Linked DNA regions of Mus musculus: region 1 is linked to region 2. A link is a contact called in public promoter capture Hi-C data. All regions are on one chromosome and are shown on one strand. Each heading gives the region's core, a stretch centred on a gene start, on an enhancer-like site or on the middle of the called end of the contact. The rest is flanking DNA. Distances are from core to core; before and after follow the strand shown. Region 1 holds the start of Rplp2 (ribosomal protein, large P2). Region 2 holds the start of Rnh1 (ribonuclease/angiogenin inhibitor 1).

Region 1 (5,427 bases), core at 2,417-4,916, 280 kb after region 2:
CCCGCCAGTCTAGGCGCGCTCTGTGCTGCCTTCCCGCCGGCGCGCTTCCGGGCGGGCCACCCGTCGGGCTCCGCCCCTCCGGGCTAGCCAGTAGGAATTCTCCGAGGTTCTTATGGCTCCTTCCTTTTCTGTTGTTCGCACTAAGGGAAGCCGGTGACCCGCAGGAAAACTTACACTTTCAGATCTCTGCAACCCCAGACCTGTGGTGGCACTGCATAGTCTGGGTCTCAAGTGCATTCTAAGACAGGAATTTTGGGTTAACAGAGTATTGTCACACTCCTTGCTAGAAGCTAGAACCTTGAATGCTGGCTTCCTGGGGGGAACCGCTCTAGGAAAGTAGTTCTCAGTCTGTAGGTCGCGACCCCTTTGACAAACTTATATCTCCAAAAGATATTTACACTGTGATTCATAACTAGCAAAATTACAGTGATGAAGTAGCAGGAATAATTTCATGGTTGGGGTCACCACATCATGGGAACTGTCAAAGCATTAGGAAGGTTGAGACTCAGAGTCTCCAGGACTTCCATCTCAGGCTTTGCAGTGAAGTCCAGCTTATTGGAGCTAACCATTGATCATTACTGTGGGCCAACTCCCTACCTAGGCAGTGAGTTGCCTGGCTTTTCCTCCCTGACTTAGGTGGGTCTCAACACAAACAAACTTGAGATAGAAGTTCTTGCCTGCTGGGCGTGGTGGGCACTTCTTTAATCCCAGCACTCGGGAGTTCGAGGCCAGCCTGGTCTACAAAGTGAGTTCCAGAACAACCAGGGCTATACAGAGAAACCCTGTCTAGAAAAACCAAAAAAGAACTTGCCTAAGTCCTTTAGTTGATTAATATTGAAGCCAACACCCAGAATCCTCAGTGGAGCTGGTGGACTGGAAATGACCAAGTGACTGTTCTACAGTCTAAGTGATGGGCAAGCTTCCTGCAAGGCCTCTCTGCTTCCATTCTAGCACCTGCCTCTTTCTCACTGTTTCCATAAAGGTGCCAGATGGTGCTTTATAAAAACCAGCCCCAGGGGCTTAGTCTAATTGTGCTCACCTCAAGTGCAGTGCCTTTCTGAGATGGGAGAACTGCTGCCCCGGGCTGCACAGCAAGACCTGTCTCAAAAGCAATCATCCTAGGAATATTCCTTAAGTTTATATTAATGAGCATGGTGGTATTTGCCTTTAATCTGCAAATGAGCTCTTCACCATTGAGCCATCTCTCCAGCTATTTTGGGTATTATTTTACAGTTAAAAAAAAAAAAATCACAGCCGGGCAGTGATGGCACACACCTTTAATCCCAGCACTTGGGAGGCAGAGGCAGGCGAATTTCTGAGTTGGAGGCCAGCCTGGTCTACAAAGTGAGTGCCAGGACAGCCAGGGCTACACAGAGAAACCCTGTCTCGAAAAACCAAAAAATAAAAATAAGTAAAATTCACGACAGTTGGTGGTGGCTAATGCCTTTAATCCTAGCACTCTGGAGGTGGAGGTAGATAGGTGGATCTCTGAGTTAGAGGCTAGCCTGGTCTATAGAACAAGTTCCAGGACAGCCAGGGATACACAGAGCAGCCCTGTTTTAAACAAACAGAAAAGTCACAACATAAAAAATCATGCCAGGGGCTGGAGAGATGGCTCAGAGGTTAAGATAGTTCTTCCAGAGGTTCAATTCCCAGCAACCACATGGTGGCTCACAAACATCTGTAATGGGATCCGATGTCCCCTTCTGCTGTGTCTGAAGAGATCAATGGTGTTAAAATAAATAAATAAACCTTAAAAAAAAAAAAATCGCCTGGCGGTGGTGGCGCACACCTTTAATCCCAGCACTTGGGAAGTAGAGGCAGGTAGATTTCTGAGTTCGAGGCCAGCCTGCTCTACAGAGTGAGTTCCAGGACTGCCAGGGCTACACAGAGAAACCCTGTCTTGTATAAAAAAAAAAAAAAAAAAAATCATGCCAGGTATGGTGTGCGTGTCTTTAATTCCAACCAGTACTATGGAAGCAGAGGCAAGTGGATTTCTGTGACAAGCCAAAGTTACATGATAGGTCAATGTCTCAAAATTAAAGAAAATAGAAGTGTGGAGAAATGGCTCAGCAGTTAAGAGCACTTGCAGAATAATTTGGTCCAGTGGCCAGCATCAGTAACGGGCATCTCACAACTGCCTGTACCTCCAATTCCAGGGGAACTGATGTCTTCTTCTGGCTCCCAAAGGCACTGCACACAATGTAGTGCACATGCAAACCAAGGTGGGACACACACATTCACATCTTTTAAACAAATCACTAGGTGTGGTTGCCCACACCTTTAATCCCGGCACATAAGAGGCAGATCCTGGGGCTGGAGAGATGGCTCAGCAGTTTAAGAGCACCGACTGCTCATTTTTTTTTTTGTTTTGTTTTGTTTTGGTTTTTTTTTTGTTTGTTTGTTTGTTTGTTTGTTTGAGACAGGGTTTCTCTGTATAGCCCTGGCTGTCCTGGAACTCACTTTGTAGACCAGGCTGGCCTTGGACTCAGAAATCCGCCTGCCTCTGCCTCCAGAGTGAGTGCTGGGATTAAAGGTGTGTGTCACCACGCCCAGCTTTTTTTTTTTTTTTTTTTTTAAAGAGGCAGATCCTGTGGATCTCAGGGAATGGAAGTGAGAAGGGGAAGAGAGGTCTCCAGAGCCTAGTGTAGAGACAGTTTTTTTGAAACAGGGTCTCTCTGTGTAGCCTTGGCTATCCTAAACCTGCCATTCCCTCCCAAGTACTGGAATTAAAGGCATGCAACACCCTCTCCCAACGAGGCAAAGGTTTACTTTTTTTCTTTTAAATATTTACCTATTTGTTTTACATGAGTGTTCTGTCTTGATACACACCAGAAGAGGGAATCAAATCCCATCACAGATGGTTGTGACATGTGGGTGCTGGGAATTGAACTCAGGACCTCTGGAAGAGCAGTCAACGTCCAAACTATTAACCCCTGAGCCATCTCTCCAGTCAAAAAGCTTTTGATCCCAACACTCTGGAGGCAGAGGCAGGCGATCTCGTGAGTTCTTGGCCAACCTGGTCTACATAGAGGTCCAGGATACCCAAGAGTATATAGAGAAACCTGTCTCAAAAGAAAAAAAAAAAAGGAGGATGTTTCTAGATATGGCCGTAATCACTAGGACCCAGAAAGCTCGCCCAACTTTTCCAAACCAGCTGAACTTGGGAGCCATCAGCCCCAGCCCAACTTAGGACCTCTGTTGCCCAAGAACAGGAAGGACCCATAGCACCACAGTTTGAACCAATAGCCGCCCACCCAGCCCACGTGCAACAAGAAAAAGCTAGAAGGGAGCACACTTCCGGTATGAAGGTCTTACAGTGAAGCGTCATGGGATTTGTAGTTCGCCTTAATAAGACCAGGGCGGGGCCTTCGCGCTGCATTTTGGGAGCTGTGGAGCCGAGTAGCATGCTGGGGACGCGAGGCGTTAAAGGGGTTTGAACGCTACGCCCGTGCCCGCATGGATTTCGGGAGACTCTCGTCCATGTTGCAGAGGCCCCTGGCACTTGAAAAATCCCTCGTTTTTGTTGTGGGGAAGACATGACAGGGAAATGTCTTCCTTCCGGTGCACCCTTTTCGTCAATGGGAGGCGTCCCCGTGCGCCGCCGTACGCGTCCCGGGGGCTTCTGGGTAGCGGTTTACCCCCGCCCACTGCGTCAGCGTCTTCCTTTCGCCGCCGGACGCCGCCGAGGTCGCACGCGTGAGGTCTGTCCCCCGCAGCCGAGTGAGTAGCCTGGCCGCCTGGGCCGCGAACAGTGGTGGGGACTGCGGGGTTGGATGACGGCCGGGAGGCGAGGGTGGCGCAGCATTCTGTGACCGGAGGCCTGGCGCCTCACGTGGCCTCACTTGCTGCTTAAAATGGAGGGGGAAGCAGAAGGCCTCTCGGATAACCTCACCACTGTACCCACTCCCTGCCCCATTTAGCATGCGCTACGTCGCCTCTTACCTGCTGGCCGCCCTCGGGGGCAACTCCTCTCCTAGCGCCAAAGACATCAAGAAAATACTAGACAGCGTGGGCATCGAAGCGGACGATGATCGGCTCAACAAGGTAGCATGCTGCTTGCTTGGACCCGCTGGATCCAAATGTCTACCAGCGGCGGTCCTTATCCTATTATGTCCGGATTTTACTTTTAAGAAAAATTGTAGATAACCTGTTGAAAAGGATGGATGGAGGAGGCCTACACCCATCTTAGTCATAGTTTTCTCTTTAGTCCTTGTGCAATCGAAGAAGTCAGTCGTGATAATCGTGCTTTTATAGAAGTTTAATACAACTCATGTTGTGTGATCTTATTTTTTGAGACAAGGCCTCACCGTGTAGCTCTGGCTAACCTGGAACTCACTGTGTAAACCAGTTTTCTAACTTTTTTTTTTTTAAACTAGCTTTGCAGTAAAGGATGTATGTGTGTAGATGCCAACAGAGGCATCTGTGTCTCCTTGGACCTATAGTGCTGGGACTCTAGGATATGTTAGAGTCCAAGTCTTTAGCAGTGGAGCTATCTCATCGCCCCTTAAGATTCTTCTAGAAAGGGTTCCCACTCCACCCACCTAGGTTGTACATAGAACCTAAACTTCACAGAACGGTAGAATTTTAGTATCTAAAACTTCCTTTGCCAAAATCATTGTTGAGAAGACCCAGCACTATCTCATAGGTAGTTCCTGGGAGTTGAGAGCAGGTCCAGTATCTCAGGAGACCTTCCCCGTGCCTTGCATTGCTGACTGCTAGCTGTGGTTGTCTACCCCAGGTCATCAGTGAGCTGAATGGAAAGAACATTGAGGATGTCATCGCTCAGGGTGAGTTCCTGGGAAGTTGGCCTGTTTGTGGTCCATCCTAATACCTGCTGGTCAGCCAGTGATCTGCCAGGCTTCGCTTGTGGACCAGAGCATCCTAGAAACACTGCCAGAGTTGTGCAAGGCCTTTTCATTTTAGGCTTGTGCCTGCAGCGCTTCAGAACACCCTCAGAAACTGGCAATGGGGTCACTTTATGGTTTCTACGAGGATGTGTGAAAACCTTTCCTTTGAGGAGGGACTGGGGATGCTAAAAATTGGTGTTCTCTCTCTTTCCTTCCTTTCTTCTTTTCTCTTTCTTTCTCTCTCGGTTTTTTGAGACAGGATTTCTCTGTGTAGCTGGCTGTCCTGGAACTGACCAGGCTGGCCTTGAACTCAAATCTCCCTGCCTCTGCCTCCCTAGTGCTGGGATTAAAGGTGTGTGCCACCAAGCCCTGCCACAGGTTCCTTCTTAACTAAGGCATACAGATTTCTGGCACCACCGGACTAGTACTTATTTGCAATCAGCCTGGGGCACCCTCATGGTAAAATGATTGTTCAATTTTTATTTATTTTTTTTTGCCTTGTTGTTTTTGTTTTTTTGAGACAGGGTTTCTCTGCCTCCCGAGTGCTGGTATCAAGGGCGTACGCCACCACGCTCGG
Region 2 (5,537 bases), core at 1,963-4,462:
GTACCAAGGTCAGAAAATGATCTTAGGCTTCTGATTCTCCTGCATCCACCTTCCCAATGCTGAGATATAGGCTTGTGCCACCATGCTCGGTTTATACTGTGTTGGAAATCAATTGCCCAATTCCATGTCAGTAAGAGCTATAGAGTGAGACCTTGTCTAAAAACAAATGTACAAAAATGTTGAAAAACTCAAGAATAACTCATGAAAATCTCATGAAGATTATGCAAAACAGCTTTCGGTCCCGGCCTTGGTGGCCGATCCACCCGAGCCGGTCCCCACTGCCCAGCCGTGCTGCTGCCTCTGACACAAGCGTAGGTTGAAAACTACAAGAAACTCGTGACTGAATGGCTCCAAGGTGAAGTACTCTTGCATGTAGCGACCAGGCTTGCCTGTATTCCACTTGAGGATTAGTATCGAAGCTGAAATAGGTGAAGTCCAGTTTACAAATAAAGAGTGAGGGCCATGTGAGTTTCCTTGAATGGCCTTGTAACTGATTACCCTGAAGATAGTTTCCTAAAGTTTTTAATCAATGTACTAGGATCCTGCCCCACCCCTTCTGCGTGTCCCACTGCCCTAGAATCAGATCTGCATGGCTATGACATGCTGGCCGTTTTAAAGATGCAAAGATTTCATGCTAGATCATTAGAATGTATCTGGACTTCAGTTAGGACAAGTTCTTTGCTAGTAACCAGTCACGTGTTAGCAATTGAGGTGTGTTAACCTGTATATTGTTGCCTATGAGTAATTTTCCATAATCTTTAATAAAGGCTTCCTGTGTTAATTCTAAAAAAATAAATAAATAAAGATTATGCAAAACATCTTCATGCCCACGAATAGAGAAAGTACTATTGGAACACACCAAGCCCATCAGGTGGCCCCAAGCTACAAGAACCACCCACCTCCACAACAGAGTACTGCCCTCCCAGCCAGACCCAACTGGTCCCCAAGGTTGCTCCTACCTGACCACTTCGTATTGCTGGATCAGAGGAAGGAGCTCTGTCCACCGGGCATCACTCAGCTGCTCACACTGGATGTCAAGACTCATGGTGGGTGCACAGTGCAGTCTGGGCAAAAGAAGAAGGAAGAGAGCTCTTGAGAAAATTTCTTATCTCGACAGGCTAGAATTTGTAAAAAGATGAGTCCAAAAGTTAAGAGAGTATTTTTTTCCAGTAGGGGCCCAGCCTCTCCCCAGCAAGTCTGTCCACACATTGAGTATCCCGGAAATAAGTTATCAGGGAGAAGCTAACTACATGGTACCATTAAGAGGAGCAGAACCTGAGAGCCTAGGACTATGCGACACAGTCACCCCCTAGCCTCTGAAGGAACCCAGTCACCCAGCACCAGGATACCAACTCTGGCCTGGAAACCTGCTTATTTGTGGGAGCCTGGCTACGGTCTGGAAACTCCAGTAGTGGGGCTTACTGCTGATTCAGCCTACTTCTTACTCTGAGAACAAGTTGGTCCAGCACCATACTCTACTGTTGCCAAGCCCTATACAAAGTCAAAGGCCAGGGAGCATGAAGCCTGGACACAAGCAACCACCTTAAGGGCAGGAAGGCACAGGACTCTGGGGGAAAAGGAGAGTATTCAGAGGCAGTCACTATAGCTTTTGCTTCTGTGACTTCCTTCTGAGTCTAGGGACTCAGGCCAGGACCAACTTCTCACAATCCTCAGCCAGCTCAGGCCCAGCCTGCAAAGGATCCAGGCAGTGTATCACACTAGGAAAGCTGGGACAAACAGGTTACAGGCTCTGACAACCTGAATAAGCATGACAGGCACTGGCTGTGGAAGGATGTATCTGAGGCCTAGAGACAAATACCCATGTCTCCACATTCCTAAGCAACTATCTGTCAAGCAAGCTAGCCTGGACAGCATGTGGGTATCCTGGAAGGCTTGAAAGAAGAGATCAGTGCTGTGCTCCTAGCACTGAAGGGAGAGCGGTACTAGGTTCTGTTTAAGAGAAACAGAAGTCACTTCAGCTGCTCTCTATAACAGTTACCGAAACTGGCAAACAGCTCTGTGTGAAGTTACAGTGCCTGGCACAACATGGCTTTACTAACGGGGTCTTCCCCTTCCTTCCCAGGGCTAGGAGGATACCCCCTTAATGCTAACCAGGAGCACTTTACACATATTGACACAAGGGCTAGTGACAGGGAAAACTGAGGCAACGGCAGAGATAACTCACTGTGGACATATAGCCAGGGCATGGAGAAACCAGTTAGCCCCACCCACAACTCGCCAGGGAGTAAAACCAGCACTGCCTGGATCAGATGTGTCATCCAAAGCCAGTCATCACTAGGGCACTGCCACTGGGGTGGGGTAGCTACAGTACTTCTAGTCACAGGTGCAACCCACACCTGCTCTCTTATGCACTACAGACTACAGGGTCCTAGAGTATCTACCTTTGAGGAAAGCACAGGACTGGACTTTATGGGAGGCAGGGTGCCAGCCAGTCCTGACGATCATCTGAGGTCAGGGGCAAGGGATGTGAAAGAACCCAGGCAGCTGGTTCTTCTCCCACACTCCTCCCCCTGTTTGGCCTTGGGACCAGGCAGGAGGTCCCACCAGCCTGGCTTAGAAGCATGATTCAGGCCTCTGCTTTGATGTGATTGGATATTGCTAACTAGCTGCTCCTAGCTGTTGGGTTAATCCTAGGATCTGAAGACACCCTCTTTGGGCCTTAAAGTGAGCGAGCGAACAGGTCGCTGGCGACGGAGCTATGAGGTCAGCCTTCAAGCACCAAGCAAGGCTCCTCTGAGGCACAAATGTGTCACCCTAAGGGAGGAACAGGCCTCAGAGACTCGCCGGGCCCGTGATCCCGCCCCCGCCCAATTTTTTGATCCCTCAAACCTTCTGGTCCAGCCGCTCTGCCACGTATTAAGAGGGCCAGGAAGGGACCCGAAAAAAACTCTCAAAGGCAGCCGGGCGCCCCGGAACATGGCCCTTGCTCACCTGGTGCCGCTGCAAGAGGTCCCAGACGATCCGTTTTCTTCCGCCCAGGGCGGGGCGTAGAGACTTTCGCCGCTTCTCTTTCTCTGGCCCCAACTAGCCTTTCACTTTGCCTACTGGAGACCGCCCACTAGGTCTGTCCCTCCCACATGCAGGCTGCACTTTGGGAACAGAACTTGACAAACCTGAGTCACTTCTTTGAGCCTGACTAAAAATACGTAAAATGATCCACAGCTGCCACGAAATGGGTGTGACTGTGATGAGAGCTTCTGGTATGAACACACCCATCTCTCCTACAGGCCGACCAGGTTTTCATGGCTAGAACAGTGTTCATTATGAACAGCCTTTCTCCCTGGGGATAGGGCTTGGGATGTCGAGAGCCTCTGATGCATGGGGCTCTCAAGCATTTCGTCACTAAGCATTTCTGATATTTGTCTTAAATATCGTTTATATATGAATGCTTCATCTGCATATATATCTGTGCATCGTGCCCAGGAAGGCCAGAAGAGGGTATCAGATTCTTGGGGAATGGCCACCATTCAGGTGTTGGGAACTACACCTGGGTGCTCTGGAAGAGCAGTGTCCTAAGCCATCCCTCCAGCCCATGTTTAAACTTTGTAACATACTCCCAAGTTATAGGATTTGCTTTTGGTTTCTGTATTTTTGAAATAAGGTCTTGATGTGTAGCCCAGGAGGGCCTTGAACATGCAGATTTGCTTCCTGAGTGCTGGGATTCTAGCACTGTGGAAAAAGTCAGCATTGAGAGTTTGTCACTCAGGAGCCCTGCTCTCTTGCACAAATGGCCACACACACCCTTGCCAAGGAACTGGCATCCATCCACCTAAGTGTTTGTTAAACACTTGTCATTTGCCAGATGCTGTTCTGAGTCCCTCCGGGAACTTTAATAATACAAGTAAAGGAGAGTCTAGCAGGCCAGCATAGGAAATCAGGAATTGTGTTCCCTAAAAGACCTGGGACAGGGAGCCCTGAAGGGAGAGAAGGAGGCAAAGAGACAGGCAAGAAAAGAGGCTGGAACTCAGCTTCATAAACCCTGTGCAGTGGCCACTACAGACAGAGCTTAATCTTCATCGCTGCAGAGCCATCCTCATGGAACCAATACCAACAACTGACCTGTGAAGTTGGGGATCAGTTCTTTGGGGAAAGATTAAAGCCTGCCCAATTAGAAGGAAAACTTTGGCCAGCCAGCCTTTATTTGTTGCTGCCATGAAGGAGAATTCCTGAAAAGAAGCTGTATCTACAGAGACTGGCTGATTAGAGTTTCAGTGCTGTGGAGAAATTGGGCTGGTGCAGTTCCAGAGGCTGCCTTATCCTGGGCTAGTTCTACCCCTCTAGAACAGCTCTTCCTTGCCTACCTGTGTTGCAACTAATATCTTGTGATCAGGCTGGCCTACAACTCACAGAGATGTGGCTTCCTCTTCCCCCTGACTGCTGGTAGGAAAGGCAAGTGTCACCACACCCAGCATCCTTTTGGAATCCTTTAGCAGACCAGTAGCTTCCACTAACCAAAAGCCAAGAATGTCATCAGTTGGCATCTTGGACTTACAGAAAAGCTTCCTTCCTCTTGTTGTACCAATCTCTCTGATGTACCCTTCAATGTACTTAAACTTGCCTTGTTTACTACTATTTTCTTCTGTAAAACTACAAAACGTCATGAAACTACCTCCATGGGAACACAGAATCTGGAGTAACCTAAATCTGTGTTCTCAGGCCATGGTCACTAACAATGACTCCAGAATAAACTATCTCTTATTCCTTTTAAGGTGAGAGCTGTAGTTGTTTTCATGGATACTGAGTACCCACAGACAAATGGCAGGGGCTACCAACTTAGGAGCCTGGGTTCAGGCAAGCCATGTGGCTGGCAGGTACAATGAGTTTCTAGCACCATACCAGGACCTCAGAACAAACTAAAGACAAGCACCTGCCTTCCTTCTACCAGCATGAAAGTGAGCTTTCTACAAAGACCACACCCAGTGAGGAAGGGTGAGAAGTGAAGGGGGCAAGGGCCCCTGGGTGCTGAGTTTGCACAAACTTTCCTGGAAGCTGTATGGGAGAACTCATGTGGGTGGGTGGGTAGGTGGGCCCCAGTATAGTCCTGAGGATCCTCTTAGGAAGCGGCGGAGATACTGGGTGAAAGGGCAAAGAAAGGTTTATCTTTTGGAGGCTCCAAAAGTTTCCTCCTGCAGACACTTGACTTTTAATTTCTCTCCTGAATTGTGAAGAGACAGCAGATATGAAACTGGCAAATTTTTTTCACAACTGTTACAATAGGGGGGGGGTGCTTTTTGTTCCTTTTTTGTTTTATTTTGGGTTCTTTCTTTCTTCCTTCCTTTCTTCCTTTCTTTCTTTCTTTCTTTCTTTCTTTCTTTCTTTCTTTCTTTCTTTCTTTCTTTCTTTCTTTCAAGACAGGGTCTCACTGTGTAGCTCTGGTTGTCCTGGAACTCACAATGACTGGCCTCAAACTTAAAGAGATCAACCTGCCTCTGCCTCCTGAGTGCTAGGACTAAAGGCATGCACCACTATCTATCCATGGCTCTGTCACAGTTTTTTTTTAAGCTGTGGTCTTGCAG

Evidence for each region. Capture Hi-C pulls out chosen DNA fragments and counts their contacts.
Region 1: a contact with region 2 is called in a promoter capture Hi-C map of liver. The contact joins the promoter of Rplp2 here to the promoter of Rnh1 in region 2. A contact is called at or near these places in 6 of 39 promoter capture datasets (the C10 cell line, the HPC-7 cell line, cranial neural crest and 3 more), 1 of 484 Hi-C or Micro-C datasets (muscle stem cells), 3 of 115 datasets of contacts at active chromatin or transcription factors (the 230-238 cell line, bone marrow-derived macrophages and pancreatic cancer cells) and 3 of 9 other capture datasets (adipose tissue, liver and pancreatic islet).

Annotation. Positions count from the first base shown.
Region 1 is chr7:141,443,985-141,449,411 of GRCm38.p6, forward strand. Rplp2 (ribosomal protein, large P2) reads left to right here and starts at 3,667. Exons shown (of 5, transcript NM_026020.7): 1 at 3,667-3,723; 2 at 3,924-4,047; 3 at 4,742-4,790. The coding sequence starts at 3,925. It overlaps Snora52 (small nucleolar RNA, H/ACA box 52), which reads left to right and starts at 4,819; the gene lies at 4,819-4,952. Pidd1 (p53 induced death domain protein 1) reads right to left here and starts at 41. Exons shown (of 16, transcript NM_022654.2): 1 at 1-41.
Region 2 is chr7:141,165,724-141,171,260 of GRCm38.p6, forward strand. Rnh1 (ribonuclease/angiogenin inhibitor 1) reads right to left here and starts at 3,213. Exons shown (of 10, transcript NM_145135.3): 1 at 2,953-3,213; 2 at 960-1,064. The coding sequence starts at 1,045.